Regions from separate parts of the Triticum aestivum genome. Here region 1 is linked to region 2. A link is a contact called in public Hi-C data. All regions are on one chromosome and are shown on one strand. The core of a region is the stretch at or near the end of the contact, and the rest is flanking DNA. Distances in the headings are between cores, read along the strand shown. Region 1 holds the start of LOC123162588 (polyadenylate-binding protein-interacting protein 8). Region 2 holds the start of LOC123159551 (nuclear intron maturase 1, mitochondrial).

Region 1 (6,569 bases), core at 327-2,826, 700 kb before region 2:
CATACTTGCTGTGTGCCACAAAGTACAAACAAAAATGCGTTCCAACATACTCGACTCAAGATATCAAACATATATGAACTCATCCTAGATTACTTGTCAAGATGATGCATTCGACTTACAGCAGTTCTGTCATGCAATATTTTAAGCCATTAAAAACAGATCGCTTATTTTATTCAAGATATAAAAAAGGATATTCGGACAAACAAGCATCATATGCTATCACAAATAATATTTTTAATAGTAAGGAGTCTAAGAGCATACTTGACCACAGTTTGAGAAAACCTCAGCAAGCTTCTGTTCAGTGACCTGCAAATCGATGGGGCGTTCAGGGGTCAGTCAATTAAGTACAAAAAGAAGAAAAAACTGAAAGAAGAAACTAATACAAGCAGCTCATTCTCTTTAATATTCTCACATGTTGATCAATGTCTGAGACATAGACAGTTCGCCGTACACTATCCTCCCTATCAGTTCGCCTTGGCCGAACTCCCATCCTACGTCTCCCCTGGTTGAAGCCATTCCTTCTCTGTAACCACAGACCAATGCAGCTGGTCAATATAACCGAGAAAGAAGTGCTGCCCCCTAAAACCCAAATATGGTGAAATGTAGAATTAGCATTGACAAACAAATTCATGTGAAAAAACTAACAACAACTGAAAAGCAAACGGATATGAAGTCAACCACACGAATCCAGTAAAACGGATAAGAGTTGAGAAGAAATCGATCGATCTATGAGAAAAATCCGTTCACCAAAGTAACGTTCGCGACATCCACAATTGGTGGTGCTAATATCAAAACCCAACTGCACCTAAAACCCTAGAAAAGAGATCAACCTCCGAGCCGATCGCGTGAGAGAGAGATCAAAAAACCCAAACCCATCAACATCACCATAAACCTCAAATCTGATCGACTGATCTGGCCACAAGGCGTCGCCACTCCAAAGCGCCACGCGAAACAAATCGAAAAACCGAGCCCGAATCGGCAATTCGGCTCGCGCTTACCCGTCGATTCGGCTGGCCGTTGGCGGATCCGTCGCTGCTGGAGTCTCTACCCGCTCCGCCCCCGCCACCGACCACCTGCAGCACGTGCATCTGCTGATGCTGGAACGGGTGGTGGGGCGCATAGTAGTCGATCGCGGGCGAGACGAAGACGGGCGCGTCGGCCGACAGGCGGCGTGCGCCGTCCCCCTGGCGGCGGGAGAGCGGCACGAACTCCTCCGCGGAGGGGTTCAGCTTCTTGAACAGCTCCTCCAGCTTCCTCACGTCACTCTTGTACTCCCTGACCTCGTCCTCCCTGGCCTTGGCCGCCGCCGCCCCGCCCGCGGCCGCCGCATCGGCCCTCTCCGCGCCGGCCCCGGCCGCCGCCGGCACGGCGTCGGCGCGGATCGGGCCCTCGGCCGCCACGGCAACCATTTCCGCCCGGCGACGAATCTCACCGCCGATCGCGCCCCCGGCACTAGCGGCCCGTGAATTGGCGAGAAAATCGAATCGAGGACTAAGGAATTCGGCGTGGGGTTGGGTTTTTATTATTTATTGGGGCTGCGGGGAGGGAGGAATGGAAGGGAAAAAGCGTGGAGGAGGCGAGCGAGATCGCTTTCGGGGAGGTTGGCTATAAATAGGTGCCCAAGCCCACTCTTTTCTCTACTGCGACTAATATCCTTTTCCTTTTCGTTTCCGTGCGCTACAAAGTCCTTTCTTGGGGGAAAATAAATCGCTGTGGGGCCTATTCGCCTTTGTTTCTGTCCATTACGCTCCTGTCATCGTGTTTATCCGTTTATTTGTTCATCTATTCTTTGCGCTGCAAAAAGACTTTCTTGAAGAGAAATTATCATTTTGGGTGGAAGCTTTTTAAAGAGAGATTGAGTTGTATGGGTGTGTAGAATGGCGGGTCATCGGGGTGAGCGGGCGGGATCTTCTGAGCTTGTGGCCATGTTTGTGGAGTCAGCGTGCACGCGTAGAAACACCAAGCAAGATGGCTGGCAACTCTCGCGTTGGGCTTACTGATTATTATGCGGTGCGCATTAAACTGATGGGAGTTTTGAACGATAGGTATTGGGACAAAAGGATAGAGTGTAGAGGTTGGTGAGACCATGTCATCTGGCAGATCTGGTTGAGGGTTAGGTGGTCGTATGTTACTGCTCATGATAAGAGTAAAACGAGTATTCTCTGTGTCCTAAGATAATTGTCCCAACCTTCAATGTTAGTATAACCTTTTGCTAAACTTAGTATAAAATGAGACATTTATTTTGAGACGAAGGAAGTATGATTTTCTTCTTATTGTCTGATGTTAAGCGCGCAATAGAATGACCATGTGTTGTGTTAATGTGTTGGGTGTTTACATATTTTAGATACTTGTATAGTAGTCATTATTTATTTTAGCTGAAACTGTAGAAATTCTTTTTTCACGTACATTTTTAACAAATTTAGCGGTGTATATGTCATTGTACAATGGCTCCCCTGATAAATGTAATTATACATCAATTTAGCTATAGCTCGTTATAAATTTAGGAGTGTATATGTTAGTATACACTGGCTCCCTATATAAATGTAATTATACATCAATATACAGGGTAATGCATGCAATCTTTGGTGTGTATTTTTGTGTCGAAGTTAAGAACAAAATTAGACTGCTACCCAGACGTCACTGCTGCCCGATATATGCACGACGTGCTAATCCAGCCGCTGGTGTCCTTCTCAATGATGTGCATGTGCGGCTGGATTTAAATATCGTCCATGAATCGTGCGTAGTGTGTCGTGTGTGTAGCACCGCTGTATGACGAAGGAAGGTGACGCTAGTCCTATACTATCCTATATACCTAAATAGTTGATCCCTGTGTCAATTTTCTCAACATGCTCACATGCAACTCACCATATGTGCCACCTCATCATCCCACTAGCTGTTTCTCTTGATATCCATGAAAACTATTATTAATAGTCTCTCTCAACATGCACACATCCCAACTTAAATCATTCTAATTATATTTCTCTCAACATACATATGGAATAAATATATTCTATATATATTTACAACTATATAATAATCAAATGCAATATATATATATAGTATAATAATCAACATACATATAGGATGCATTTTCCATATATATATATATATATATATATATATATATATATATTTTATTTAAATTATTGCAAGCAATCCCCGCATCAACGCATGGGGTATCTTCTAGAACTACCTATTTTCACGGTCATGTAGTAAGTGAAAACACAGGTTTACACCCAGAGGGGGGTGAATGGGGCATTTTTAGAAATTCGTCAAACTCTGATGAATTTGATGAAAATCAGAGTGAAAAGATATAAACGCGAGGGAACTAAGTCATCACAGAAATAGAAAGTGCGCATACAAGATACATACATGTGAAGAACATGCAATCATACATGCATACATGCATGAGGAAGATGAACTGAAGAAATGAAAGCATCGTGATGAAAGTCTTCAGTTTAAATTCTTCAGAAAGTAGATCGCAAATTCTTCAGTACAAAAGGTAAGGGTGAGGAATTTGAAACCAGGTTGGCTCGATGAAGACACGCGATTTGGTAGACCAGTTCCAGTTGTTGTATCAACTATACGTCTGGTTGACGCGGTTGAGATGAACTCAGAGGACACTTAGTCCTCACTGTATTCCTCTTGAGCAAAGGTCACTTAGACCTCACCCAATCACTCATGGTAAGTCTTCAAGGCAGACTTTCATGACCTTCACAAACTTGTTCACCGACACACCACAATGACTTTTGGGTGCTCAGAACTTGACGCCTAACCGTCTGGAGGAATGACAATCTTCAAAGGTAATAGGCGTCGGATCACACAGATCAATCTCTTCAGTGATACTCAATCACTTTGTCTCTGGTTGGGTTTTTCCTCACTCGGATTCTCTCAAAGTCGTCAGATGATGGGTTGCTCTTAAATGACAAGTGTCAAGTTCTCTCTATAGCAGCCAACCAACAGTGGTTGTGGGGGGTGAACTATTTATAGCCAGGGGCAATCCAACATAAAATGTCATAAATGCCCTTGTCAGACATGACCGTTGTCATGATAAGGATCCACTCGATAGCTGGCACGCGGCACATCAACAATTGTAAATTGAACTCTCAATTTTGTCGGGGCACTCAATTTCCTCACGATAAGCAGATCGCACTAGAGAAATCATAACTCCTCAGTGTGACCAAATTCGTCAGCGACCAGATGAACTTCGTCAGTGTCGCTAGCAAAATCGTCAGTTGTTCCAGAGATTTCCAAAGGCTTCACTCGAAGCGGCTTGTGTATGTATAAGTTTGAGCATCACTTTGGAAATGCGAAATATGTTTCAGCTAGACCCCCTTTAACCGTACGTATTTTCCTATGACGGCTACCTCTTGAGCTTGTGTTATTTTTTCCCTTGAAGAGGAAAGGGTGATGCAGCAAAGTAGAGTAAGTATTTCCCTCAGTTTGAGAACCAAGGTATCAATCCAGTAGGAGACAATGCACATGTTACCGAATACCGGCACAAACAATCAAACAAACTTCCACCCAATGCGATAAAGGGGTTGTCAATCCCTTCACGGTTACTTGCAAAAGTGAGATCTGATAGAGATAGATAAACGGTAAAGTAAATAATTTTTATATTTTTGGTTTATAGATCGAAAAGTAAAAGATTGCAAAATAGTAGATCGGAAATTTATATGATGGAAAAGAGAACTTATATGATGGAAAAGAGACCAGGGGGCCATAGGTTTCACTAGTGGCTTCTCTCAAGATAACAAATAATACGGTGGGTGAACAAATTACTGCCAAGCAATTGATAGAAGCGCGCATAATTATGACGATATCTAAGGCAATGATCATGAACATAGGCATCACATCCGTGTCAAGTAGACCGAAATAATTCTGCATCTACTACTATTACTCCACACATCAACCGCTATCCAGCATGCATCTAGAGTATTAGGTTCATAAAGAATGGAGTAACCCATTAAGTAAGATGACATGATGTAGAAAAATTAACTTAAGCAATATGGTGAAAACCCCATCTTTTTATCCTCGACGGCAATAATACAATACATGCCTTGCTGCCCCTACTGTCACTAGGAAAAGACACCGCAAGATTTAACCCAAAGCTAAGCACTTCTTCCATTGCAAGAAGAACCAATCTAGTAGGCCAAAATAAACCGATAATTCGAAGGGACTTGCAAAGATATCAAATCATGCATATAAGAATTCAAAGAAGATTCAAATAATATTCATAGATAATCTGATCATAAATCCATAATTCATCGGATCTCGACAAACACACCGCAAAAGAGTATTACATCGAATAGATCTCCAAGAACATCGAGGAGAACATGGTATTGAGAATCAAAGAGAGCGAAGAAGCCATCTAGCTACTAGCTATAGACCCGTAGGTCCATGGTAAACTACTCACGCTTCATCGGAAGGGCAATGGTGTTGATGTAGAAGCCTCCGTGATCGAATCCCCCTCCGGCAGGACGCCGGAAAAGGTCCCTAGATGGGATCTCATGGGTACATAAGGTTGCGGTGGTGGAAAAGTGTTTTCATGGCTCCCCCTGATGGTTTTGGGGTATAAGAGTATATATGGGCGAAAGAATTAGGTCAGGAGACCCACGAGGGGCCAACAAGATAGGAGGGCGCGCCCTACCCCCCTAGGCGCTCCCTCCACCCTCGTGGCTGCCTCGAGGCTCCTCTGACTTAATCTCCAAGTCTCCTGGTTTGCTTCTGGTCCAATAAAGATCATCGCGAAAGTTTTATTCCGTTTGGACTCCATTTGGCGTTCCTTTTCTGCGAAACTCTAAAACAGGCAAAAAACAGAAACTGACACTGGGCTCTAGGTTAATAGGTTAGTCCCAAAAATAATGTAAAATAGCATATTAATACGTATAAAACATCCAAAACAGATAATATAATAGCATGGAACAATAAAAAATTATAGATATGTTGGAGACATATCAATGACTCAAATAAGAAGAAAGAAACTACAAAAACAAAATTCTTCAAGCTTCGCAGTATTCACATTAATTTCTTCAAAGTCCGTACCAATTTCATCACCAAATTCTTCATTTGAAGAAATATATTTTAGGGGTCGTCTTCCATGGGTTAAACCAAATATTCAATGACTATAACTCTCGTGTACACTCACAAACACATTAGTTTCTCAACTTATTTGTCTTCAATACTCCAAAACCACTAAGGGGGCACTTGATGCACTTACAGTAAGCATTGGCACCATAATTGTTTGTTTAAACACTAGTCGGGGTGACTTTGAAGTTGCTTCCCAAGAAGACTTGGACAATTTAGCTGTGGATTTCCTTGTGGACTTGATTAGCGCACCAAGAAACATTTCGACAACTTTAAATTTGGATTCACTTTCTATATTGGCTCTCGATCTTTCGCCATAAGATTTGAATTTTCTGCGGGCGAGTAATTAGAAAATCTAGAGGATAACCCTCGCATTGTTGCGGGGATTGGTTGGTAAAATTTTAGGTTGATAACATGAGAACCAAAATAGAAAATACATGACTTATTATATTTTATCATGTATATATATAACAATATTTATA
Region 2 (7,002 bases), core at 1,177-3,676:
GGTGTAGTATTGTAGTACATGTTCAAACATGTGCTCTTGAACATCCAAATATTTGCCCAATGATACATTTCTCGGTCTTTAGCTGGTAGGTCGTTGATACATCACCCATTAGTATTCTGCAAACACAATTAGGACTATTTGTCCAAAAATGTTTTTTGTTCAAAACAGGAGATCTGCTATGTGCAATCGATGTATCACCCATCAGTATCTCTACAAATGATATGGAATATAGGACTACTTATCCAACAGAAGTTGTGTGTCCCCATTGACAGCTTCACCATTACTCCTCCATTCATTTAATTTCTTTGAGACCTTGTTGTTATCATAAACACCATGAACCTTATAATGCCACACCATCTTCGATACATCATCCTGTGGTGAACTTATCTCCCGTCGTTTGATTGTCTTGTGAAGTTCGCAGAAGAACTTTGGATCTTGCAGTTTGATATACTCATGCAATACAAGCTCATGGTGAGGTACCCAGTTCCTAGGGAAAGTTGTATAATCACATGATGGAATTGATGACATGCGCGCAAATTGTACACCCTCAATAATATCAACAACCCCCATCCTCAAGAGATCAGAGTATTCTGGTGCATCATTGTTTGTGCTCTCCCTCAACGGGCAGCTGAGATCACGCGATGCAATCTTGTAAACCTTAGCACGGGATTTTAGTCTATACCTTGCCGCATAAAGCTTTGCCAAAGAGCTCCGTATAACATATCCGCAGAACCCTACAATCTTCTTCCGGTTGTCCGCATACCTATACCAATCAGCCATGGTCTCAAGAAATTTGTTCATCTGAGAATTAGTGTGCGCCTGCCCAGAGTACAGCATTGGTGAACATGGCAGTGGCTCAGGATCCCTGTCCCCCTTTACAAGCTCAAGCTTCCTGAAATGCCTTATGCACCTCTGCAAGCTTGCTGTGACAGATAACAATGTTCCAATACCTTTCTCACTCACAATGTTCCCTCCACTGGCAGTGTATCGCAAGGTTGGGTAGATGACCCGGCGAGCAATGACATGATCCAAGAATTCAATCCCCCTTGTGATGTGCTCAATCTCCACAGACGAATTCTCTGGCCTCAAACCAAATGTTCTCTCACAAAACTCCATTAGTTGCCTCCTTATCTCAACCACGTCCTCTCTCGGCCCCCGGACTCCAATCAAGACATGAGAGCCAAATCTAAGGAAATCCATTTTCCTGGTCTTCTCCCTCCCACTTGACGGAACAAACTCAGGCCAAGATGGATTATGGCATCCTTCATCGCCCGCCTCCTTCCATATCGAATCATGCCTTGATGGGCGGAAGTACTCGTTAATCCTCTCCTCCATCCACCAATCCAACTCGTTAAGGCACACATTGGCGAGCAATGGACTAATTATCCCGCAATGCCCATATTCCGGAATGTGACACGCCTGTTCTGGGGCGAACCCAAAGAACAGTCTCAGCCAATATGGGTCTGGCTTGGGCTCATCCTCATTAAGCACCTTCTTCTTCCTGCTCTTCCTGAGCACCTTCCTTTTCAGCCTCTTCTTGGTTAGTCCATCGAGATCCTTCTCCCTTGGCGGCACAGACCCGGGCCGGACGGGGGCGTTGAGCGCCGACTTGAGCAAAGACAGCACCTTGCGATCAGAGACGGCCTTCTCCACACAGGACAGAATGGTGTCTGACGATAAGGCGTCGACCACGGTTGTGAGGTCTGCAGTGATGAACCAGAGGTAACCGGCGAAGCCGGAGCGAACAGAGCGGATGGCGGTGTGGGGCCCGCGTCCAGGGCGGAAGGCGTGGGACTTGGGGGAGAATCGGGGCTCGAAGACGGGTTCGAGGAGCAGGAGGAGGAGCTCCTGGACGACGTGGTCCTGGAAGGGGGGCGGGGCATTGGCTAGGCGGGCAGTGAGCTTGCGGCGGGAAACGGGGACGGTGGAGGGGGCGTCGGCGGGGGAGCGGAGGAGGAGGTGGGTGGAGGCGCCCCAGGGGAAGGCGGGGTGGCGGCGGAGGGCGGCGGCGCGGAGGCGGAGGAGGGAGTGGAGGGTGGGGAGCGGGACGGCCTGGCGCGGCGGGAAGGAGCCAGTGGCGTGGGCGCAGGCGCGCTGGTAGGAGAGGAGCCAGAGGTCGAGGCGGGAGGCGTAGCCGGAGAGGTTGGGGAAAGGGGTGGACGGCGGGTGAGCGAAGGCGCGGCGCCACAGCGAGGAGAGGAGGTCGATGGGGTCGTGGACGAGGAGAGCGTAGGGGTCGGGTAGGGGGCTCTGGTCGGCTGGTGGAGGCGGTGCGGGGCGGCGCCGGATAGGTTGGATGCCGGTGGTGGGGAGAAGACGGCGAAGCGCTGCGCGCGGCGACGGCATCGGAGGGGAGGTTTTTGTTCGAACAGGTGGTGGGCGGTGACTGTGGCTACACACACTCGGGTGGCCTGAGAGGCTGAGAGGCTAGGCTAGGCTAGGCGTCGGGCAAACCTGGCCATATGGGCCTGCTCGGCTCGGCCCAGCTGTAATAGGTCTGGCACAGCATGGCCGTGTCAGCCCGAGGCCTGGCCCCAGGGACCGGCCCGGCATGCCAGTTATAAAGGCCGGCCCGCGTTGTTTTTCGATCTTCTAGGCCGTTTGTTTTTCGGAAATTCAGAAAATTCCAAAAATTTAAAAAAAATAGAAAAAATCTAAACAAATAAGAAAAAAATATAAGTATTTTTTTCTAAAAAAGTAAAAATGTATAGGAAAAAAATAGTTACACGTCGGGCCATGCCTTGTCGGCCCACAGTTAAAAATTTTGTGTCATGCCCGGCCTTAAGGCCTGGATTTGGGATCGGTCTTGTTTTGTGGCGGCTGAAGGCTGGTCCAACCCTTTTAATTGAGTGTCGAGTCGGGCACGTACCGGGCCGAAATTCCATGCTCATGGGCCGACCCACGTTGCACGCCTCATATGGCCAGGTTTTGCGACTCGTGATGATTTCACTGATCGGTTGTCTCTAGATCTGTCCAATCTAAGAACAAACCAAAATCCAAAATGTCTGGATTTACAACAAGATTTTTTGGCTTGTAAGAGCAAATCTACCCTAGTTATGTCCACGGACAACGTCTGCCCACTCCTTAAATGTTGGCCCTGGAGGAAATATGCCTTAGAGGCAATAATAAAGTTGTTATTTATATTTCCTTATATCATGATAAATGTTTATTATTCATGCTACAATTGTATTAACCGAAAACACAATACATGTGTGAATACATAGACAATACATAGTGTCCCTAGTATGCCTCTACTTGACTAGCTCGTTAATCAAAGATGATTATGTTTCCTAACTATAGACATGCGTTGTCATTTGATGAACGGGATCATATCATTAGGAGAATAATGTGATTGACAAGACCTATCCATTAGCTTAGCATTATGATCATTACAGTTTCATTGCTACTGCTTTCTTCATGACTTATACATGTTCCTCGGACAATGAGATTATGCAACTCCCGAATACCGGAGGAACACCTTGTGTGCTATAAAATGTCACAACATAACTGGGTGATTGTAAAGATGCTCTACAAGTGTCTCTGAAGGTGTTTGTTGGGTTGGCATAGATCGAGATTAGGATTTGTCGCTCTGTGTATCGGAGAGGTATCTCTGGCCCTCTCAGTAATGCTCATCACTATAAGCCTTGCAAGCAATGTGACTAATGAGTTAGTTGCGAGATGAAGCATTACGGAACGAGTAAAGAGACTTGCCGGTAACGAGATTGAACTAGGTATGATGATACCGACGATCGAATCTCGGGCAAGTAACATACCGATGACAAAGGGAACAACATATGTTGTTGTGCAGTTTGACCGATAAAGATCTTCGTAGAACATGTAGGAGCCAATATGAGCATCCAGGTTTAGCTATTGGTTATTAATCGGAGATGTGTCTCAATCATGTCTACATAGTTCTCAAACCCGTAGGGTCCGCGCGCTTAACGTTCTATGACAATTTGTATTATGAGCTATGTGATTTGATGACCGAAGTTTGTTCGGAGTCCCGAATGAGATCACAGACATGACGAGGAGTCTCAAAATGGTCGAGACATAAAGATTGATATATTGGAAGGTTATATTCGGACACCAGAATGGTTTCGGAGTGATTCGGGTATTTTTCGGAGTACGGGGAGGTTACCAGAACCCCCCGAGAGAGTATTGGGCCTTCATGGGCCTTAGTGGGAAGAGGAGGCCGACGGACAGGAGGTGCCCCCCCTAGCCAAACCGAATTGGACTAGGAGAGGGGGCGCGGCCCCCCGTTTCCTTCTCCCTCTCTCTTTCCCTTCCCCCTTCTCCTACTCCGAAAAGGAAGGGGGACTCCTACTAGGACTGGGAGTCCTAGGACTCCCCTCTTTTGGCGCGCCCCTCTAGGCCGACCGCCTCCTCCCTCCTCCTTTATATACAGGGGCAGGGGGCACCACAAAGCACAACAGACAATCTCTTAGCTGTGTGCGGTGCCCCCCTCCATAATTTAACACCTCGGTCATATCGTCATAGTGCTTAGGCAAAGCCCTATGCCGGTAACTTCATCATCACCGTCGCCACGCCGTCGTGCTAACGGAACTCTCCCTCATCCTCAACTGGATCAATAGCACGAGGGACATCATTGTGTTGAACGTGTGCTGAACACGGAGGTGTACTTGGATCGATTGGATCGTGAAGACGTTCGACTACATCAACTGTGTTACTAAACGCTTTCGCTTTTAGTCTATGAGGGTACGTGGACACACTCTCCCGTCTCGTTGCTATGCATCTCCTAGATAGATCTTGCATGATCGTATGAAGTTTTTTGAATTACTACGTTCCCCAACAGGCCCATGCAACTACACTCATCATTTTCAAATTCTCAAATCCACGCAACCACATGCACATCGATCATTTGATGATACAAATACACAGGCGCACAGGAAGGGGATCCCCCTTGGAGGAGGTGATGCCTCTCCCTAGGTCAGCTGCACCAGGTGGAGTCACTCCCCAAAGCCTAGTCGCCCCATGTGGCTTGGGCACCAAGTTGTGGGTGAGGGGCACCCCGACAAATATGGGTTGTAGAGCCCATGCGACTGGCCTCCCACTTGAGCCTTGCCCTTGGGGCCGGCCCATGGTGCCCCTAGCATTTCCAGGAGGCTCCAGAGCCTTCCCATACTATCTGGGATTTATTTTACTTCATCTAGAACTTTCTAGTCTCCCAGTTTTAATTGGCTTTCTCTGAAATGCCACCGATTTCTTCGGAACACCTTCGGTTCTCTTTCTGAAACATTTTCAAACTTCCTGGAACTTTTCCGGTGAATTTGTCTCACAATCTACACTTCTAATTGTCAATAGATCATGATCCTTAATCAAGTGACCCCGTAGGTTCGGTAAAGTGTAGACATGAACCCGGAACTCCTTTCGATTCAATGATCAATAGCAAAATTGTGGACATTTGTATTGACCCCAACACCCACTTGGATAAATATCGAGTGAATTTGTTCCCGTGTGCTATTCCCTTTGCTTCACAATACTTTACAAATCCCCTGGTGAGATTTATCGGCATCTCATGAACCAACACTTGCTCACTACGCAGTTTCCTTGTTACTGGTTTTGCTTTCTTTTCTCGTTCCGTGTTCCAGCATCCCTGTGAACAAGTCATGGTGTGTCTGGCTAGATGATGATGAGCACCATCACACCGAGAGGCCCTAAGAATATCTCTTCATTGTCGAAGGAGCAAATCCCAGTCTTAAGCTATCAAGTCCCTTGTCACACTTTTCTGATGTTGTCGTTATAATCACCCTGTTACGCGCGACGTTTGACGAACCCCAAAATCCAATGTCCGGCATGAAGGAACTCGATACTCTAATGATATAAATAACTATGAAAATGTTAACATCTGTGTGATTATACTAATAACTAAATGACTATATGATCTCCTAGAATATAAATCGATTGGGTCAGTTCAACACATGTGTTCTTACAACAATGTGTCCTGAAAGTTGCTGGCATCCTTGTTACTAAACTATGCCCATGATCAGGAAAACAAAATCGTTATGCAACACTTGAGCTAGTCTTAGAGGCGAGACTACGAGTAATTTTACCGTTTATTATTCCACACATGCACATATATTTTTCTCTTAGCCTCGTAGTTATTGCAGACTCTAGAACCATTATAATTATAGCACAAAAATATATATTTATTACGTACATGAAAATAAGCAGTAGCTTTTATTATTGCCTCTACGGCATATTTTCTTCATACACAACTTGTCATCAGCTGCCACCATGTCTCTAGTTCCCACATAATAGCAACTTCACGAACAATACTCCAACTAGTTTGGAACACTAGAATACCCTCTCCACATCCTTCTGTTCGAGATATGCCCTTGAGCTGGTGGGATGATACTTCCTAATGTGCTTATGAATAAATGTAGTGCTTCGACGATATCAATGATGCATGTTGGCAAATTCACGATTTGTTTGTAAGATCTTACATTGTATGATATGCTATAAATAGTCCCAGTCGAAAAGTAATGTGTTGATTCACATCAAAACATACCGACATACAACACAATGGATGGCTTAGTGTCACTAGCCATGTAGTGTTGGATGGTAGCCGGGTTGCGTGAACCTAATCGTATGTGAGGTCGGCTATGAGAGACCGGAGCCGGGCTTAGATGGATATCAGGTCAGACAGACCCAACCATGAGAAGCGACATGTCATTTGTTAGTCTCTAGTGCGACATGCATTATGTGTCCTAAATCCGAGTTTCATCGCGTGGACTCAGGATGGTGACCGACCTACTTTGGGCTGATCAAACGCTGCTCCCTAACATGGGAGTTATAAAGGTTGGTTACATGCTTGTTTAGACCCATGCCATGAGACATGGTCATCAATATGGGCCCTCATGTAACCCGACCTGGTAAGCATGGACATGCGGCAATGATTATGATATAACCCGGTTTCAAGGTCGACATCAGAGGAACAAAAAGAGGTCGAACTGGAACAATGATGACCGATTCGCTTTGAGC

What was found. Hi-C and Micro-C count contacts between places; a contact is called where the count stands out from the background.
Region 1: a Hi-C map of leaf shows a contact between it and region 2, with 4 times the contacts expected there. The contact joins the promoter of LOC123162588 here to the promoter of LOC123159551 in region 2. A contact is called at or near these places in 4 of 5 Hi-C or Micro-C datasets (leaf and an unstated tissue) and 1 of 1 datasets of contacts at active chromatin or transcription factors (leaf).

What each region holds. Positions count from the first base shown.
Region 1 is chr7B:447,897,406-447,903,974 of IWGSC CS RefSeq v2.1, reverse strand. It overlaps LOC123162588 (polyadenylate-binding protein-interacting protein 8), which reads right to left and starts at 1,576. Exons shown (of 10, transcript XM_044580360.1): 1 at 999-1,576; 2 at 413-523; 3 at 262-306. The coding sequence starts at 1,409.
Region 2 is chr7B:447,198,389-447,205,390 of IWGSC CS RefSeq v2.1, reverse strand. LOC123159551 (nuclear intron maturase 1, mitochondrial) reads right to left here and starts at 2,426. Exons shown (of 2, transcript XM_044577380.1): 1 at 1-2,426. The coding sequence starts at 2,346. The coding sequence ends at 235.